Regions from separate parts of the Sus scrofa genome. Here region 2 is linked to region 1. Evidence: chromatin contacts called from public HiChIP or PLAC-seq data. All regions are on one chromosome and are shown on one strand. The core of a region is the stretch at or near the end of the contact, and the rest is flanking DNA. Distances in the headings are between cores, read along the strand shown.

What was found. HiChIP or PLAC-seq counts read pairs in DNA pulled down with a chosen protein or histone mark.
Region 2: an H3K27ac HiChIP or PLAC-seq map of skeletal muscle shows a contact between it and region 1, with 3 times the contacts expected there. The contact joins the promoter of SLC8A3 here to the promoter of SLC10A1 in region 1. A contact is called at or near these places in 1 of 5 promoter capture datasets (fetal skeletal muscle) and 1 of 2 datasets of contacts at active chromatin or transcription factors (skeletal muscle).

Annotation. Positions count from the first base shown.
Region 1 is chr7:93,419,355-93,423,803 of Sscrofa11.1, reverse strand. It overlaps SLC10A1 (sodium/bile acid cotransporter), which reads left to right and starts at 1,815. Exons shown (of 5, transcript XM_001927695.5): 1 at 1,815-2,471. The coding sequence starts at 2,116.
Region 2 is chr7:93,795,457-93,799,905 of Sscrofa11.1, reverse strand. It overlaps SLC8A3 (sodium/calcium exchanger 3), which reads left to right and starts at 2,423. Exons shown (of 8, transcript XM_013989127.2): 1 at 2,423-2,634.

The DNA of each region.
Region 1 (4,449 bases), core at 566-3,065:
TGAAGGTTGTCAGCTTCCTAGAAGAGATTTTTTCCATTCTCTGCAAAGGTACACTGCTGGGAACAAACAGAATGGATGAGAGAAGATGGGGAGGGAAACAAGGCCGGCAGGAGAAGATGTGTTTCCCCAAAGGAAAAAAAAAAAAATCCACGGTAGGAGGAAGAACTTTGGGTTTCTGAGAAGGGACAAGGAGGGAGAGTCGGCAGAGATTAAATTGCTTCGTATCCAGTTTGCGGGTGTGTGAATGGAAGCTCTGCTCCCTCTATGTGCACAATCTGATTAATAGATACATTCCAAGGCCCTGCTCTTTTAACAGATACTGATTGATTACACCTCACCCCCTTGGGCAGAAGGCAGATGTGTAAAAACTGGTTGCACAGGATGTCTGCATAAGTGGTGTCCCGAGCGTTGTGCAGTTCACAGCCTGCACAACTGTATATGGCAGCCCTGCCTAGACCTTACCCACAAGTACATTTTGCTTTGCATTGTGAACCATCGTATGGACAAGTTCTCTGAAGGCAGGGACATTGATTATGTAATTTTTTAATACTCCCACAGTTCTTGGCGCCCAGGTGAGGATCAATAATTCTCCCCTAGCAACTCTGTTAGGGGGGCCTCTTCTGACCAGTTTTAGGGAGAGAAAGCAGCCTTTGGGAAGCTGGCCCCTGCCCCTCCTGGCACACACAGCCCAAGCTCCACACACCCCCATCAGCATCTAGTATCCCCAGCTCTGCCTGCCCTCCCCTTGAGATCAGGTCATCATCAGGCAATCTTAATATAGGGGGCCCTCAGAAGGAAAGGGAGCTTCAGGATCATGTTACAGAGGGCCATGGTACACAGCCCTGTGACCTGCAAGACGCCAGAGTGCAGCCTTCTCAACACAATTCTCAATGTGTGGATCCTGTCTCCAACCCTTACCTAGCAGGATTCCAAAGGCCCTTGGGGCCATTGTCGGAGAGCTTATTTTTAGGGGTGGTTTCTGACTAAGCCAAAATCTGCCCCTGCCCCCAGCCCCCCACAGACCAGCTCACACCCTGGTCCCTGTCCTGCCCTCTGGAGCCCCCCAGAAAAAATGCCTAGTCTCCTATTTCAGCAAATCTGAAACTGTGAGACCCCACTCAGTCTTCCCAGGTTCCAGCCCAGCCTAGAGGCGATTCTTCTGACAGCTGCTCCCTTGTGCCTGGTCTGAAGGGCTGGGAGGAGGTCCAGGATGCCTCACGGAGTCAGGTACCTGCCCCTGTCCACTGCTGCTGCTCCCAGACAGGCTCAGTGCAAAAGCAGAGCCATCAGGAAATGTGCAAGAAAAGCCTGTGCATTCCTGCTTCCTTCTCAGCAAGTTTCCCAGGCAGTGGGGCTCCTTGGGCTGCTAGTGGAAGAGACTGGGCAGCAGGCTCTTTCCTCAGAGGTACGTCCGCTGAGGACCGTGCTTCTCACCCGGGACCAGAGAGGTCCAAGTTTGGGGATCGTAAGAGGGTTCCCCAGCTCGGATGAGGAGGATACAGGCACCTCTCATCTTCCAGGAGAGGGGTCACAGACATTTCTTCCACCTGCCCCTACTTTGTCCCACACCCTCCTGGTATATCCAGGAAGGAGAGATAAAACTCAACCCTTGTCACTCCCATAGGTGTGGGGGCAGATAGCAGTAACCATCTGGGCATGGGGACTGCACCTTCCTCTGAATGAGAAACTGAGGCCTCAGGGACTGAGCAGGGAATGAGACGGGCTGAACGTGGATTGGTCCCCAGAACAGAATGCCTGTGGGCGTGCCCAACGGGGGGGCAGAGCAGGGATATAAACCCTGTCCTCCCAGAAGCAGCCAAGAGGTGAGGGAGCGGTGTGGGGGCACCCAGGAAGGCAGCAGCAGCCAAGGAGTTCAGGAGAGGCAGGGAAAGACCAACAGATACGGTTCTGTGCTCTCTCCTCTTTGGGGCCAAAGCCAGAGAAAGCACAGCCAGTTGCATCATCCTTCTATTTGCTCAGATTTACATTTTGGCCTGAAGCTCCCTGCCCCGGGGAGGTGCCTGAGGAAGGCACCCAGCAAGGACCAGCAGTCAGCAGGTGAGCAAGGGGTGTACTGGGTCCTCGGCCTTCCCTCCACCGCGACCACAGAGGAGGATGGAGGCCCTCAACGAGTCCGCTCCCATCAACTTCACCCTCCCGCACAACTTCGGCAAACGGCCCACAGACCTGGCTCTGAGCGTCATCCTGGTGTTCATGCTGCTCATCATCATGCTCTCCCTGGGCTGCACCATGGAGTTCGGCAGGATCAGGGCGCACTTTCGGAAACCTAAGGGACTGGCCATCGCCCTGGTGGCGCAGTACGGCATCATGCCCCTCACTGCCTTTGCACTGGGCAAGCTCTTCCGACTGAACAATGTCGAGGCGCTGGCCATCCTGATCTGTGGCTGCTCACCTGGGGGGAACCTCTCCAACATCTTCGCTCTGGCCATGAAGGGGGACATGAACCTCAGGTAGGACTGGGGGTGAGAAGGGAACAACCTAGGGGCAGCAGCTGCATGGGAGATGACAATCAGGCCAAGAGCTGGGCTAAAACCAGGAACGGGAGTGAGTCAGGGCTGGGCAGGCGCTAGGGCAGGGGGTGACGGGCATCTGTGGTCAAGAGCTTATGCAGGGCTGAGGGCAGCAGCTGGGGTACATCTTAGTTTAAGTGCCAAGCCAAAGCTACCCCGCAGGTCCAGGGTCATCCCGGAGAGCCCCCTACCCCCAGATTTGTCTCACGTGGGGCTCAAGGATTATCTTGAAGGCATGTTATACTGATTTAAACCAAAGGGACCTCTGGAGAATGTTCTCCTGCCATGGTGGGCAAGTCAAGGCCAGAGATGTGAAAGAGAGTGTAGACTGCTTCCAGAGCTTGATCAGGACGGCTTAGAACCAACAGACACCTTCAGTTCCTGCAGGGCAGGCAGGAATTTCCAAAGATCTTCCAACTCTCCAGGCACATGGGCTGTCTTCTCTTAACTCCCCCCATCTGCCCATCAGATGCAGGAACACTTCCATGCAAAGACACAGCCAGGTTGATCCCAGAGTTTCCCAGCGCCAGGTCAGGGTCCCAGGTCATGATGGGCCTCACTTCAGCTGAAGTGGAGGAGGGAAACAGCAGCAGCCCGGCAATCAGATCATTACAGCAGAAATCAGCAAGTTCTCACTCCTGCAGGGGACAATTGATTGACCTTCCAAACTGGTGGGGCTCTGGTCTGGAATGCCTCCCGGGGAGGAGCCATTTCAGACCTGCTCCAACTGCCACAGCAGCTATGCTGGCTGAAGGAAACTCACAAGCATAAAAGCCCCTGCTTTTATCTAAGCCTCTGTCTCAAGCCGGTCTCTTCTGGTCCAGTCCTCTGTGGAGATGCTATTCCATGTCCAGTCGGGCAGTGAACCCACACATTCTCTGCCAGGACTCTGTCCCTGGCTGAACTTCACTAAGGAAGCCATCCAAGTAAAGAATCACCTCTCCTGGGGATGCTAAGTGAGGCTGGGGCTGATTTTTAAATGAAAAAAAATTGATAGTGATCATTGGGAGATTACCTGGACCTGCCATTAGAGAAGCTCTAGACTCTGAACTTCACATAGATTCAATCCTCACTGAGGTGGTCAGTGGGGAGAGAGGTAGAGACAGAGCTTGGCTTGTACAGTCTCCCCTGGGAACATATCCAGTGTTCTCCACCTCACTATAAGGAAGTTCTTCCCTGTATCTAACCCAAGTCCTTCGTGCTGCAAAGCAAGCCCTTGGCCTTGACCTGGCCTGCAGACAAGGCCCATCATAGTCTCTGCTTCCTGGACAGAGAAACCTGGACTATATCTTAATTCTGATGTAGGTTGCAGGTCAAGGTAGGGGTACTCAGGGCTTTGTGGCTCTGAGGTCTCTCCAAGAAATACCTGCATTCCTGAGACTCCAGGCCTCTACCAGCAGAGCCTCCAGTGACTCAGGAATGTGACCTTCCTGCTTTTCTTCTCAGCCTCCTGGTCTGGGCACCTGGGAACTGTCCCTTCCACCTAGGGCCCTCAAGAGATAGTGCTCTGCTAGGACGGCCACCTTCTGCCATCAAGCCCCTTCCCACGGACCAACCTCTGTGCACATTAAATCAGGCCTCAGACCCCACTGGCAGAGAGGGACTCTCATCCTCCGCCATCACATGCTGCCAGACTTCAAATTCCAAACAGAGTTTTTCATCTGGGCCAACACGTTGCATGTAGTATAATAATGATGATGCTGATAATACATGACAGCCAGGCACTGGGCCAGTCACTTTACCTGAGATCCTCCTACAGCTTCCCTGAGATCCTCATACAGCTTCCTGTGATGAGGTACTGTTAAGAGCCCATTCTAGAGATAAGGAAACTGAGCCTTCGAGGGGTTAATACATTGGTCCAAGGTCTGGGGGCTCCAAGCCTGTGCTATTACTCAAATATCTTCAGGGTCGGGTGCAA
Region 2 (4,449 bases), core at 1,174-3,673, 380 kb before region 1:
GTCTACCTACAACTCCGCCCACAGACGTCACTCTACCTATAGCAATAGCTGAACATACTTCGACACCTCCCTCCCCTCCCATCCCATCTCCTACCCAACAATGCCCTGTTACAGGTGACCAGAGGATAAAGCTCCTGCTGGTTTTTGGATAGTTTTTCTACCAAAAAAAAAAAAAAAAAAAAAGACAAGACCAATTCTGTTTCTATTGTTGCTATTGTTGTTTTAGTGAATGGATAATGTTCATTGAAGAAATGTAAGAAGAGAATTCTAGAACAAGCAAAACTAGTCTATAGTGACAGAAAGCAGATCAATGGTTGCTAGAGGGGAGGCAAGGGATAACTACAGAGGGGCTGAAAATCTTTCAGGAGAAATGAAATGCTCTGTATTTGAGTTATTGTTATACTTGGGTGTACTTTTGTCTAAACTCATCAACCTGTATACTTAAAACGGGTGAATTTTATTGTATGTAATTAAGCCTCATAAAGTTGATTTAAAGAGACAAATAAATCACCAGTAATCTCACCACCCAAAGATAACCATCATTACCATTTTGGTGTTTTTTTGCTGCCAGGGTGTGCACAGGCATACATGCATACACATATACACACATACACAGGAAGTACCACGTATATCATGAAAACCTTTCCATGTCAAGGCATAGAACGCTGCTTCAGCATTTTTTTTTCTTTTCTTTTTAGGGCCACAGCTGAGGCATATGGAAGTTTCCAGGCTAGGAGTCATTTCAGAGCTACAGCTGCCGGCCTATGCCACAGCCACAGCAACAAGGAATCTGAGCTGCATCTGTGACCTACACCACAGCTCATGGCAACAGATTCCCCAACTCACTAAGCAAGGCCAGGGATTAAACCTGTGTCCTCATGGATACTAGTTGGCTTTGTTTCCGCTGTGCCACAATGGGAACTCCTGCTTCAGCATTTTTTTAGGAGTAGAATACACTGTTATGAAAATGTAACATGACCTACTCAACCAATTCTCCCTGCTGGAAAATTAAAATGCTTCAAATTTTTCACTACTGTAAACACACCATAAATATGCTTGTAACTAAATATTTGAGCACATCCTTCAGTACTGCCATAGAATAAATTTCTACCATTAAAATGACTATAGCAAAAGAGGTTCACATTTTTTAAGGAATTTGCTATGTCTTTCAAAACTGTCCTCCCTAAAAGCTGTACCAATTTATGGGTCCACCAGCTACCTCCTGGTCTTGACTGTAGACCAGTCAGCATCATGGATCTCCATGGAAACAGACACAAAGTAAATTCCACCAATTGACATATCCTGAAATCCCACACTGTTAGAAGTTATTGAAATCTTACAGAGTCAGTGTCTCAGCCCTCACTCTAACTGGATTCAAGGCCCATAAATGTTCAGGGATCTGAGATCACAGGGCTCTGTTAGGACGGAGGGCATCCAGGACTCAGCCTCAGGATGGAAACCTCCATGTGATTTGCTGAAGGAGCACCAGTCAGAGCACCAGGAAAGAACTCACATGCCACCCTAGCTCCTATGCCCACTTCATCTCTTTGGACCAAATCTTGTTCCAGAGCAGTCCTCAGAGGAGCCAGGGATCTGGAAAGTTGTGTGTACTGTTGTTATCAGTGAAACTCCAGCCGATTCCACTTCATTCCAGTCTTTGGTTCTGCTGCTGTGTCCTTAAGATGGTTATTTAACGTAAGGCTCAATATCCTTGAGAAAAATGGAGTTAGTAATTGTACCTGTCTCTTAGAGTTTTGAGAGGATGACCTGAAAGAAGGCAATCAAATTCTTTAACTGGGTGCTTGGCCTAAAGGGGGTGCTGAGACTTGCTAAGTGTTCTTCTCACTGGTTGGCCCATCATACTTGGCATCAAACAGCAGAGCCCTGAGAGGAACGACTGCCTTACCTTTATATTCTATCCCAGAAGCTGCACAGGTGTCTCTACAAAGGGCTGGCCACCATGCCCATCTTACATCTGCCTAACGCCATCCACAAACTAGGGGTGTGTAACCCCGTTCTTAGGAGAGGCCTGCACACCCCTCATGCCTCCAGAACCAAGCCTGACAAATATAGCAGTAATTAGGGGCATCTGATTTAAGGCTGCATGTGTACACTTTGCATGAGCCAAGCCCCAAACCCTGGTTCTATTGCTGCATCAAAGGACCATCTCTCTTCTAGACTCCAGGCCTAGCATAAGCAGCAATTTGAGAGACAGCCCCCCTCTTATTTTTAGCCTTAAAAACCCCAAAGCCAACATACCAGCGCTCGCTCAAGCGCCTGTCACAAGCTGTTGTTTGATTTGGGTTGAGAAAATGACAGAGTTCTGCACCAAGAACAGAAGGAAAAAAAAAAAAAAAAAAGGAGGAGAAGAAGAAGAAGGGGTGGGGGGAAAGGAGTTTTATTTTCCCTCCAGTGCCTACCTCCATCCCCCCTCAACCCCTCCCCTAGGCCTGGGTGGACCCTGCCTGGGTAATCGTCCCCTGCTATATTTAAAAACCACAGATGTGTTTGGTGGAGACTTAATTTCGGAATTGCAGGCGGCGTCTCCTGAGGACAAGGGGAAAGCCGGTGCTGAGCGCCCTCCTGCCCGCCCTCCCCGCCGCTGCCCGGAGCTCTGGACGCCGCGGAATCCAGGTCAGGACGCTCCGCCGTCTCGGAACTGCCGCCGGTCGGGAGGCGCCGGGCACCGGGATCCAACGATTGGGTGGGTGGCTGTGGTCTAGGGGTTCCGTCCGCATTCGGTCCTGGGGGCTCTCTGGACGCGAGATACCGGCTCGGCTTCCCCGCTGTTGGTCGGGAAGCTCTCAGAAAATTACCCCCATCGGCGCGCGAGGATAAATATGCGCGGCTTGTCATTCCGTGCGGCTCTCTCCCTCCCAGCTGATAGGGTGACGTTGGGTTTGGAGGCTTGGAGATTGGCTTTTTGATTTGGCTTCTCGCTGCAGCTTAATGGGCAAAGCTCGCGGCTCGCCCAGAAACCATCCCCTCCGCGCGTCCCCTCCGCGCGCGGCGAGGCCGAGACGTCTCCCGCGGTGACGGCGTGAGAGGCGGAGGGCCGGCGCGCTCCCAGCCCCGGGAAAGCCCCGGCGACGCGACTGCAAGCCGGGGTCCCTCGGAGCCGCCAGGGCGCGCCGGGCTGCTAGCCTTGCTGCCCCTCCCGGCAGGGATCCCCTCGCCCCCCCGCCCTCGCTGCCGGCGGCCGGGACTCCGGGCCTCTCCAGGGCTTAGTCCCGAGCCCGCGACCCCGGTCTGGGTTTCCCGGGGGGTCTTCAGAGGTGTTCTTCCTGATCCTTGAATCCAAGGACCCTTCCCCAGACCCCCTGCTCTGCCCCAGCCCTCACGCTCCGGATGCGCTGCCCCGCAGCTCCCTGAAAGCTGCGAGCCCACGAGCCCGGCCGGCGGGCGGCGGCGGCGGACTGACATGCCCCGGACGCCGCTGCGGCCGGCGGGCAGCCCGCGGGGGCGATGAACCGCTGCGGCCGGTGAGGAGCCCGGCGGCGGGGGCATCGCGCATCTTCCTCACCCCCTCATTTGCCCACCGCGCTCGAGACTGAGAGGAAACGGTGAGTAATTGGGTGAGCCTCCAGCCCTTCCCCCTTAGCGGGCAGCCGAGGCCAGGGAGGCAGGGGTTGGGGGGTGGGTAGGGGTGTCCCCGTGAGGGTTCCTGCTTGTCAGTCATGGTGTTAATTAAGTTCTTTCTCAAGATCATTCATATGAACTATCTTCTTGTGGGTTTAGTGTCATAAGAGGTGGGGGGAGGGTGCCTTGGAAAGTGTACTCGGTTGCATACAGTGCCGGGAAGGGGGTGGGGGGCGGCCTTCTGGCAGCGTTAGTGGCTACGGGGTGGGGGAAACGGGGAGTTATCGCAGAAAGGAGGTGATTGAGCTTGTGTGTGCTGTCGGGTGTCTGGTTTGCTGGGTTACTGGCGGGTGCGCACTGGAGAGGCTGAGTGCCGTGTTGCGTGCTGGATGCATGTGTGCATGTGTGTGCTGGCTGTGCCAGGGCGTGTTGCGCTTCTGGGGCTGTGAGTGCCCGCCGGGTTTGGGGGCTAGGAGGGGAGCGCGTTACCTACTCGGCGCGCGCCTGCGTGTATACACGCACGCGCGCACCCCAACCTCGGGACTCCACCGCCGCGGGTCGGGAACCGCAGCCCCAGCGCACCCGCTGGCGGCAGCCAAGGGGGCGGGGAGAAGGAGGGTTTCTCCCATCCTGTGTTCTCCTCTCCTCGGTGTTCTGGGCGTTATGGGGCCAGGTGGAGAGAGGTGAAGTGTGTAACTACCTCCCCCCTACCACCACCACCCTGCCCACACACCACTCACCACCACCACCACCACCACCACCACCGCCACAGCCACAGGCCCTCATTCAGAGGAGCTAGCCTGCTCCCGCAGACCCTGCCTGACCTGCCCCAGGACCTGAGCCACTGGGAGAGATGAAGAAAGCGATTTG